Linked DNA regions of Drosophila melanogaster: region 1 is linked to region 2. A link is a contact called in public ChIA-PET data. All regions are on one chromosome and are shown on one strand. The core of a region is the stretch at or near the end of the contact, and the rest is flanking DNA. Distances in the headings are between cores, read along the strand shown. Region 1 overlaps eIF5B (eukaryotic translation initiation factor 5B). Region 2 holds the start of Ids (Iduronate 2-sulfatase).

Region 1 (5,251 bases), core at 825-3,324, 56 kb before region 2:
AGAAATCGTAATAAATGTAATATTTGTTTACACAATTTCAAGCAGATGGTGAAATAGCTAACTTCCGCGCAAACAGGGTAATCTACTTGAAGCTTTTTTTTTATTTGGCCAGGGGAAAACCGTCAAAGAAATTATATTTTATGGCCGCATTGTGAGACGCCAGAAGTTTGAAGACTCCTAGGCTAACAATCGGGGAAAGAACCTAATAATAGTTATTAACTCAGGCATTGAACTTGATACGATTTTGGCTGATAGCTCACCTGGCTAGTCAACAACTCGCATTCACTTCCTCCCGAACAGAGTTCAATTAGACTTGCATTTTCGGCTTTCTTATCGTTTTTCGTTATTTTTATATATTCATTGTTCGATTCTTATCGATGTTCAATCGAGTGGTTCCATAAACTCATTCGCTTCAGTTTCATTCACCTGGACGCATAATTGATTGTTTTGCACTCGGGCTAATATGCATATGGGCCTGGCTAGGATACTTGGCCCCACTTTATTGACACGCCTGATTAATGGCCATATGCCGAGCAGCTGGCGGGTATCTATCAAGTATTTCCGATGTCCGATAACACAACGTTAACCCAAACAAATTAAACAATAATCAATGGGCTTTAATTTTCGCTTTTCGAGTGGCACAAACTACGAAATTAATAACAACTGTGTCCGCTAATCATTTCTAATCAGTGGAGCTTGCTGCCGCTCTTTAACACCTTGGCAACAGCACACAGACACCCACCTGGGACTCACTTGAATTTCGATGGCAATGACGATGATGGCGATGATGAGCTTGCCCACCAACTTCCTGTCAGTGAAAGATTTTCTTTTCGGCCTCCTACGAGCCGCGAGTCTGGATTGTGGGCGTTGCTGCACTGCAGCAATGGAGATGGAGATGGAGATTCGAGATGCTAATGAGCATGACTAGACTTCTGCTCAAAGGGGTCTGTCTTGGCTCATTTGGTAGGTGTTGTTGGCATTGTTATTGCCGTTGAAAGCCATGTCGCTTGGCGTTGCATGACTCGAGCTGAGCTCAGGTCCAAACAACTGGCAGTTTTGGCTAGCTGGGTGGAAAGGTTGGAAAGCGTTAGGGTTGGGTAATACCAGAATGTTAAAAAAAATATGTAGTAGTATATTAGTAAACTTTTTTAAACCTCACAGTTTGCTTTGGAAAACGTTTATCAACACAGCATTTGTTCAGCCACATAGAAACCATATAAAATATATTTTAAAACTTCTTTTCTACACTGCAGCCCTGATGCCGCACACCTACTCTTCCAATGCCCCCCTCCTTAGTTATTCCGCTACCAAGATCTCCTCAGGTTGTTTTCCTCCACTTCCATCTCTACCTTCCGAAAGTTGTGGGCAGCTAGATGAGTGGGGTTATCTGGTGGTCCGTGGACGGATGGATCGTGATCATGTTCATAGCGATCACGGCGATGATGACTATATAAATGCTTCCTCAAATCTGGGAGCTTGCTGCGGCCCAAACTCGAATCAGCGACAAGTTCTTCTTTCTCCCTCGAAAAACATGACGTAGGCAAGTTCGTGGGGCCCCAGACTTCTCGATCCATTTGAAAAGCGTAGATCGTCAGCCCCGAGGGGCTGAAGATTTGGTTGAGGAGAATCCAAGACCGGCAGCCGAGATTGGAAGAATTGATGTGGCTACCGTTTTATATTTTGTATTTTTCGAGGCCACTCGAAGTTGCAGCTGCGCAGACTCAAAGGCCCTGAAAGATTTGCTTTTTCGAGTCCCCCGCGCGACGGATGTTGCGAATTTTCGTCTTTGACACATATAAAATGTGTGCACATGTATATATTATGCGGTATATATATGGGGTAATTCTCTCTACGGTCAACTAATTTAGTGTTTCCTGCTGACAACAGCATAAACAAGCTGCAAAGAAATCAGAGAATTGTGTCACTAAAATGTTTGCGCTGCCCAAAAAAAAACAAAAAAAAAAGAATAAAGATAGCACACAATCTATGTGTTTGTCCCTCTTCTGGTCGCCGCTCTCCATCAAACATTTTACAAAAAGCCAAATGCTTTTTGAATCTCGTTTTGTTCGCTTTCGATTTGTTGTTTTCGTTCATTCATACAAGCAGCGCTTTTTTCGAAAATAGACGACATCCGGTCTGCACGAAATATATAAATCATATTTTTAGATAAACGCCGATACACTCACACACACACACACACACAGCCAAGCGATCTGCCAGCCAGAAAAAGTTGTACAAAAAATATACAAAATCGAACCGGGGGAAAAAAAAGAGGAATGTAAAATGTTGTTTTCGTAGTCAACTTGTTTGGGGTTTTTCGGCGAGACGAGACGGCCGCATCGTCATCGAATTTTTTCTTAATGCCCAATAAAGAATTCGCTTTCTTTGGCATCGAAATCAGAAAGTATATCACACTATTTTGGTCGTTTTAAATTGTGCTTACAGTTGGAAATTAAATGACTTGATAGGGCTAGAAATCTATTAAATTATTAAATTGGATGTTCACAAGAACTTTTTTTTTCTTTTTATAATTTTGTGTAAAAAAGGATTCCTATAAAAATTGTTTTAAATTTAAAGAATTTTGTAAACATTATGCAAAGACAAAAACAAGTATAGACGTCCCAATAATATTACCCGAATAGAACTTTTAATCTAAACCGATTTATCTCCCTGGAAGACGATTTCCTTTTTTGCCACTTGCATCAACAGGCCCATCAATTTCTCCTCTCATCATTTGGTGCGAGTTTGGTATGGGCCGGGTTGTTTTTTTTTTTCGCCATATTCCTTTGCAACATATATACATATAAGTATATACATACCATATCTATCATAAATATCCCCCACTGGGATGATTTCGTTGCTCTCATAAAAGACGAAAATTGCCGGCTCGCACCGCAGTAGCGCAATGTTGAAAGAAAAAATTGTGTGGAAATGGAAATAAATTAACACATTTAATGAAAATTTCGAAGAGAGCGCGAAAACGCGAAGACGCCGCAACGGAAGACGTGGAACGGGGCGTATGAGTAATCAACGACAGGAAATGGTGACAAATGCTCCCTCTCCCCTCACACATCCCCTCGCCCGTCTTTCTCCTTCTAGGGGGTGTGTAAATGTGCTATGTAGCTATTTGCACCGATAGCAACAGGCCAGCACAACAACAACAACAACATGAAAAGCAAAAAAAAAAAAGAATTTCAATAATTTATTTGGTTTGAATGAAATACGAACGAGGGCAGCGACGTCGACGCCATTGGGGCGCCCACAGGAAACGCGACGTTGGCAACAGTTTCCTGTTTTGTTTTTGTCGAGTGCAAACGGGTTACGACAACAAACATGTTACAATTTGGTTCAATGACTTTGTTAGGCCATCGAGATAGGAGCCCATGCACAGCGAGAAAATCAATGGTCCAAAAGGGACTTTAATTTGACTTCGTTTAAGCTGTGAAAATATTTGATAGAAATTTCACTTTAATAGTCGAAACTTAACAAAAATGGGTTTTAAATTTATGTTAGTTTTAATATATAATTAAATGTAAGCAAAGCATAGATAGGCATTGCAGTGTACAGTGTACCCACCCACGAGTTTATCAGTGGAATTGAGGAAGTGGTCACCGCATATGAAACTTGCGCCAGATGCGCTGATAAGACCCACCCATCCACCAGCCATTTGATTCCCCACCCACACGGCCTATTCTACTTTTTTGGCAAACCTTTTATTTAGCGCTTAACGTGGAGTTATTTTACGGCTTTGGCATATTAAACGAGCTGGTGAAACTTATCAGCGATTCAGACGGCGACATGCGGAAGTCCCACCCCATAAAAGTTCACTGCGGCCATCTGATTATTTCTAATTTGCCGCAACATTACACATACGCCCCGTCGGCCACGTATGCTAAAATCACTTTCACAATTTCACTGACCACCAATTCTTCTCTTTCTTTCGTTTGATTGCAGTTCGTGGACATTGGAATCGTGACTTCCATCGAATCGAATCACAAGCAAATCGAATTCGCGCGCAAGGGTCAAGAGATTTGCGTGAAAATCGATCCGATTCCCGGTGAATCGCCCAAAATGTTTGGTCGCCACTTCGAGGCCGATGATATGCTGATTAGCAAGGTAAGTCCATCTATCGATTTTAAAGAACCCTCCACTTGAGGTTACTCAAAACAATGGGCGGTAGAATAAATTCATTAGAATTCGGGAGCGGAAGAATCAACTTAAAACTCGAGATAGGCTCGAGTCGAGTGCATTATTGTCGGGAAGTGAGGAACCGCACTATCATCGTTTTGGTGGGCATGTGTTTATGAATGGATTAGATATCTGAAGTGGTGCAATTATAAACTCAGCTATATCACTTTTTTTGTGTTTTTACTCGGTTCTTTTGTACGCAGTTTCGATTAAACATATTTAAACCGTAAATTTGCAACGTAGTTATTCGCAGAATCAAACCTTTCAACTTAATTAAATGATTTGAATTACGCATGGATTGCTAGAATAATATTGCATTTTACTCAATTAATTTCGCGAAAGCTTTAGGACTTCCATTATCAATGCGCCGTAATTGAGCGAATGCCGGATGCCATTATTCAGTGCGATTTCGAGTGCAAATCACTTGAGTTCAACGGCAGCGGCAATCGAGCAATCGCAACGGGGAAGTGCCAAAGTTGTCAATTGCACCTGGATTGGGTGGATGGTCCGTTTGTCCGATGGCCAGGTGCAGGCCCACTTCGCCTTCACCGCTTCTCCACCTTACACCTTCAAACCTTCGGACCTTCAGACCTTCGGAGCTCCTCACCTTGGTCACTTCCACTTTGGCCAGCTGGCTTATCAAATTACATGGCCAAGTTGTGTGTTAAGTGTTAAATGGCTACAACAGCAACGAACGCCTCGGATCGATGACTTAACTGGCTTAAGTGGCGTTGAGAGGTCTTTGCAACTTCCTTTCGTTCAATCATTTGATTAACAATTACTTACCAGCTCTGACGTCAAGCGCCCTTGATGAGAGAGAGAGGGTGGTGGCGGAGTGGGGAGTGGGAGCGGGAGTGGCTGAAAACCAAAATCGATAGCTAACTTAATTTTCGATTCATTTTGGTCCCTTATCAGCGGGTGACATCGGTGACGTCAAAACGCCAGGCGGCGCTAATTGCCCATTTAGTTGGCAGCGCGCTTCATTCAATTAATGCGGCGTAAAAACAAAGATGAATAGATGTATTTTTAGGCCTACAAATTGAATTGATATAGTTTGCACTGC
Region 2 (5,175 bases), core at 2,473-4,972:
CATAGATATATAATACAGTTTAGAGCCAGCCCGCCCGAGTGTCTGCCACATTTACCACAGCTCCCCAGCCGGTATCGAAGTATCCGAGTATCTGGGTATCTGGCCATGCTATCCATCTAAGCCAGCCTATCTGGAACTGTATGTCTGTTTCCAGCTCCATCTCTATCTCTATCTTCATCTGTATGTGCAGATGTATCTGTATCTATCCGGCCATCGGTTAAACCTCTAAAGTGCCATAGATTATTATAACACACGCGCTATGCGACTGTGCTGCGGTTAGCCGCAAAACTCAAAACCGAAACAGACACTCCAAGCCAAAGGCCCCACACGAGCTATATGGCTGGCAATATGGCTCTATGCAACTGCTGGGCCCCTCCCCCCGATTTGCCGCCCCTTCGACTGCATTATGCATGGCCAAATTGTGGAAAAGGGAAGTGGGGTGGGGTCGAAAGGAGGCTGGACCCACCCATTTCGAGGGGGAGGAGGAGGAGGAACACTAGCGCGAATTAAAGAAAAAGGCTGTCAACAAAGCAACGGTAAAGAAAATGAATGAGAGGAAAGCCCACAACGGAAATGGCAATGTAAAAATAAGTTATGCTAGGTGGATGTGGTAAATAATTTACAAAAAGTGGATGTGGTGGGGATAGCCAGTCGGGGGGGTAAACACACCTTAAATAGTTCTATTACCAACTTTGCACCCATTCATCTGCATGCAAATATAGTATCCGTACATCCACATCTATTTAAATAATCAAATTACCTTAATAAAAAGCGATATTAGCCATTTAGCCGTTTATGGTTTATTGCTCTTAATCAAAAGTCAGCTATAACAAAATTCATACCCAATAAACTATAGCTTTGCTCGCAAAAAATGCACGACTATCAAGCGAAATTAGTGAATGGAATTGTAAAAGCCACAAAGTCTCGAGAAATATGACAAAAATCATAAAGTTGAAATGGCCACGCCCTCTTGGGGCACATATTTTTCGAAAAGTGTGTGGTTGAAAGTGCTGCCAAAATGCAGTTTAATCACCTCCGGAGGAGACAGCCCACATGGCGAACCCAAAACGCAGCCCACACCAAATATGCACATTAGAGAGCACGTAGAGAAAGAGTGGGCCGAAGGCGGGGGCTGGGGGGCTGGGGGGCTGGTCCCCGGGGGGACCCGGGGGGGAATCACATTGATCAAGCAGCGGGCTGCAGATTTAATTACCAGACTGGGAAATACACAGGAAAAAACCAGTGGTTACGATGTGCTATTTCTGTCTTTTTAACAAGTAACAAGAATGCAATTATTTCTTGCCTGCTTCTAGGCGCTTTTTAAAAAGTGCATATAACAAGAAGTATCTTACCATGCTATCTATCTCAGCAAGCCTTTCATCTGTACCTGTAGATGTATCTGTAAATTTGGTAAAGACAGTAAATAGTTTGCAAGAGAATTTCTTTCTGTGCTCTGCTTTTCACTGGCATGGCAACAAACCGAAGAGAAAATGAAAGCTCGAAAAAGAGTCGCCAACGTAGCCCCCTCTCCTCTCCCCATCCTCTCCCGATTTGGGCGTCGACGGCGCTGCCGACGCCAACGCAGCGAGACGCGCGCCGCCAACGTTGAATGAAATTTCATTCATTTCATTCACAAAAATCCACAAAAACGAAGCCAAAAAGGCAATGGACACCAGTCACGCATGCGCGGCTCGCAGTGGATCGGATTGTATATTGTGCATATATAGATTGGTTGGGCGGCTCGGGGGGATTTGGGGGTGAGGCGGTCCCCAAGGCGGGGGCATCGCAGAAATTACAGCGAAAAATATGCAGCATGTCTGGGCGTCTCGCGGCTTGCAAACGTTGTTGCCCAACCGGAAGTATTAAATTCCAATTATGGCGACAAGATATTTCGCCGTCTCGAGATCGTTTGTCGCGCTGCCTTTATTGCTTATGAATTCATTCAAAATCAGAGGGATTCGAAGGGGAAGGGACAGCCGATCTCCACTAGCTGCCCACCATCTCCATCAATCGCCGGCGAAGGCGCTGACGCACATCATCGAACTGCGGCAGGGGCATCAGGTTCAATTCCTCGCCCGAATCCAGGCGGTGGTCGTACAACTCCTCGCCATACACATCGTGCCAATCTGAAGGGAGTTATATTTAATATATAATTAATATGGTTATTAATTGAATCTATTGATATTCTCTTACCTCTGCTAAAGTTTTGCGCATGGAACCTCACCCACATGGTATACCTATATATATCGGTTCTGAGACTATAGCCCATGATTTTTATATTCCTTAACTTCGGCTTGTCGCTGTTCGGGTGCTTTGTGGGCAGCATTCCTGGTCTTGGGTACTGACTGAGAGCCACGTGCTCATCCGCTGGAAGTGATTGCATTAAATACATTATATATCACATACAAAGCAACTTACCCCTTCCCAATCCCATCAGCTGATGGTAAAGACTTTTTCCCTCGCCACAGGTCAACTCCTGAGAGCTCTGGCATTTGTCCAATTTGGGTAATCCTGCCAGATCCACCAAAGTGGGGAAAACATCAAGGAGTTCTGTGATCCCGTGATAGTACTTCGTTTGGGCGACAGGGAACTGTGGACTTCTTATGATCAGTGGAACCCTGAGCGCCACCTCGAAGTTGCTGTACTTGGCCCACTCGGCGTGCTCACCCAGAGACCAGCCATGATCCCCCAGAGCGACCACCACCGTCTCATCCAGATCCAATCCCCCAATCAACTTGCCAAACAGATCATCCACATAGGACACCGAGGCGTAGTAGCTCTGTCGTATCTGAGCAGCCTGGAGTGGGGATATCGGTCCGTAGGGAAAGGATATGTTGGAGTGCTTGAAGTCATCCCTGGCCCGCACATCTGTGTAAGGATTCCAGGCCACTGCCGGCATATCCGGCGGCTTCAGGCTATCCTCCGTGTAATTGTAAAACTGGGAAAGGTTGAATCTCGAAAGGAATTGCCGTGGGAACCGGAAATTAATGTGCGGCTTGTGGAAGCCCATGGCCAGAAAAAATGGTTCCTGGCTGTGCCTGCTCCGTGAGCCCACAAAGCGCAATGCCTCCGCCACGGACTCGATGTCCGGCAGCGTTTTGTACGGCTGAGTTTGTAGCTCCACTGGACAGATGAGATTCTTCCGCAGAATGCCCTCCTTATCGGGACACACTGGCGAGTTCATAAACTGCTCGGTTCGGGGACGAAATGCTGGAGCCGACCAACTAAGGGGATAGTCATCCGTGTTGTTGGATGAGAGGCCAGGATGGAAGACCTTTCCACAGCTATAGGTGTAATATCCGTGCTCCTTGAAGTACTGCGGCAAAGTGGTGAAATTTCCGGTGAAAGTGCGCCAGTAACTGTAGAAATCGTACAGATGCAGAGTATCCGGTCTTCGACCCGTGAGCAGCGAATTCCGGCTGGGTGCACACAGGGATTGCTAAAGATTCAATATATATGTGTTTTATTAGGTCCGCACATCAATGATCACAGGCTGCCCACCTGGCTGTAAACTCTTGTAAAGATGTGACTTCCTCTAGCAAAGTTATCCAAATACGGCGTGCTGGCCAGCGTATCGCCATAAGCTCCAATAACTGGACGCAGATCATCAAAGATCACCATCACCACATTCGGCCGTCGTGGCGGAGCAGCTGCGTCCAGCAGCACTGGCATCATCAGCGAGAGCAGGAGACGAGCAGTGATCATGTCTACGGCGAAGGAAGCTCACAACTGTTGACTCGAAGATGCCGACACGGCGGATGTGGATGCCGGCGAATTTGTTGTGCTACCCTGTGCCCATGAAATCTGATAAGGGGGTATATCAGCGGCTCATACATTTGGTTTTATAAAAATTTTGAAAATCAAGTAATCTATATATATTCAAAAATTCAAATATCTAAAATATGGCGTTTTGAAGGGTTTTTCTTTTAATCTCCTGATGCATTTGAAGGGTATATTTATGTCATTCCCAAATTCATTTAAAACACTTCACTTGTTTACTGTTTTGCGCGGTAAAGTCCAAAGAGCATGGAGAAGAGAAATCGGACGGGCGGCGCAATTCAAAACCGCCCTCCATTATATTTCAATTGAATTTAACGGAAGCGCGCCTCGTCGACGCTTACAGTGCACATTTTACAAGTACAGTAAAAGTTCTATAATCACGAAATGCAACAGTGGGTCAAATTATTCACAAATCAAGAACTAATGAAGTTTTGTACAACCTAGTTCATATCTAAAACCGTCCAAGTCATTATATCTGCGTACCATTACTCTAAGATATAATAAACATGTTGTAAACCTTTTATTTAAATATATAAATATTTTTTCTTTTGTTTGCAGTTTAAAACTTATGTTACTTAAAATCCTTGTAAAAAGCCAAATCACTATTCAATTGGAAAACATGTTCAACTGATTTTTTTTAGCATTTTTTTCATAACTGGGCTTACTGATTTGAATTCGAGTTTAGCATATTTCACTGTACATGACCATTCTCCGGACAGGGACTGGAATGGAATCGGGGGCATTCCGCAGGCTGGCATGAATAATATTTACACATAGTATATAATGATTTGCGAGCTAACGATTAACAATAACAAAAATATTGGTGCTTTGTGATAGTCACCCACCGCGAAAGCCTAATAGGGATCAACTTTTAGCGTTTCTTTATGGATAATTTCTGGGTAATCCCCTCTAGAAAACCGTTCCGCAGTTGGAACAGCGCTTCTCACGCATGGCCAAGCAACAGAGAATTCCCAGCGGGAAGAAGAAGATTGCGCAGCACAGTCCGCAGGCGGAGAAGGTGTCCTCCAGGTATCCAATCCGACATGCAGGGCATCCTCCAATCACGATGATCTCGGTGGGCATAGCGACCGGAGCAGGCTGAATCACCACGCTGACCGGCGTCGTCTCGAAAGCTCCGTAGGTTGGCATGTGCATGTTTGGTGGCGGAGCACTAGGTGCTCCCTGATGCACGCCCACTATCAGCCGGGAATCTAAAAAAGATGTGCATTGAATTGGATGCCTTTAGTGAGCCTATTACTTACCCTGCGAGGGACTGTTCATGACTTCTTCGTAGCTCGGCGGCGCGGCGTCTTTACGGGTATCTGCCATTGTGGCCGGAAAGCTTTTTTTTGTGACTCACTGCTTCTTGTTATGAAAATAGTCTAGGCTTTTTTA

Evidence for each region. ChIA-PET counts read pairs in DNA pulled down with a chosen protein or histone mark.
Region 1: a contact with region 2 is called in an RNA polymerase II ChIA-PET map of the S2 cell line, with 3 times the contacts expected there. The contact joins the enhancer-like site here to the promoter of Ids in region 2. A contact is called at or near these places in 39 of 107 Hi-C or Micro-C datasets (the Clone 8 cell line, the D17-c3 cell line, the Kc167 cell line and 15 more) and 4 of 6 datasets of contacts at active chromatin or transcription factors (the Kc167 cell line and the S2 cell line).

Annotation. Positions count from the first base shown.
Region 1 is chr3L:3,431,069-3,436,319 of dm6, reverse strand. eIF5B (eukaryotic translation initiation factor 5B) reads left to right here. Exons shown (of 10, transcript NM_001259673.2): 9 at 3,955-4,116. Among named protein-coding and RNA genes, the nearest start is that of sty, 8.8 kb to the right of the region's middle. Within about 2 kb of position 2,074, at least 14 of the 39 cell types and tissues checked have an H3K27ac peak or open chromatin away from gene starts, as enhancers often do. A contact at or near this core is called in the D17-c3 cell line, the Kc167 cell line, the OSC cell line and 1 more, where this site is marked.
Region 2 is chr3L:3,376,815-3,381,989 of dm6, reverse strand. Ids (Iduronate 2-sulfatase) reads right to left here and starts at 3,722. Exons shown (of 4, transcript NM_139557.2): 1 at 3,502-3,722; 2 at 2,419-3,439; 3 at 2,194-2,367; 4 at 1,907-2,126. The coding sequence starts at 3,705. The coding sequence ends at 1,987. CG12012 reads right to left here. Exons shown (of 2, transcript NM_001300000.1): 1 at 5,043-5,175; 2 at 3,998-4,991. The coding sequence starts at 5,109. The coding sequence ends at 4,690.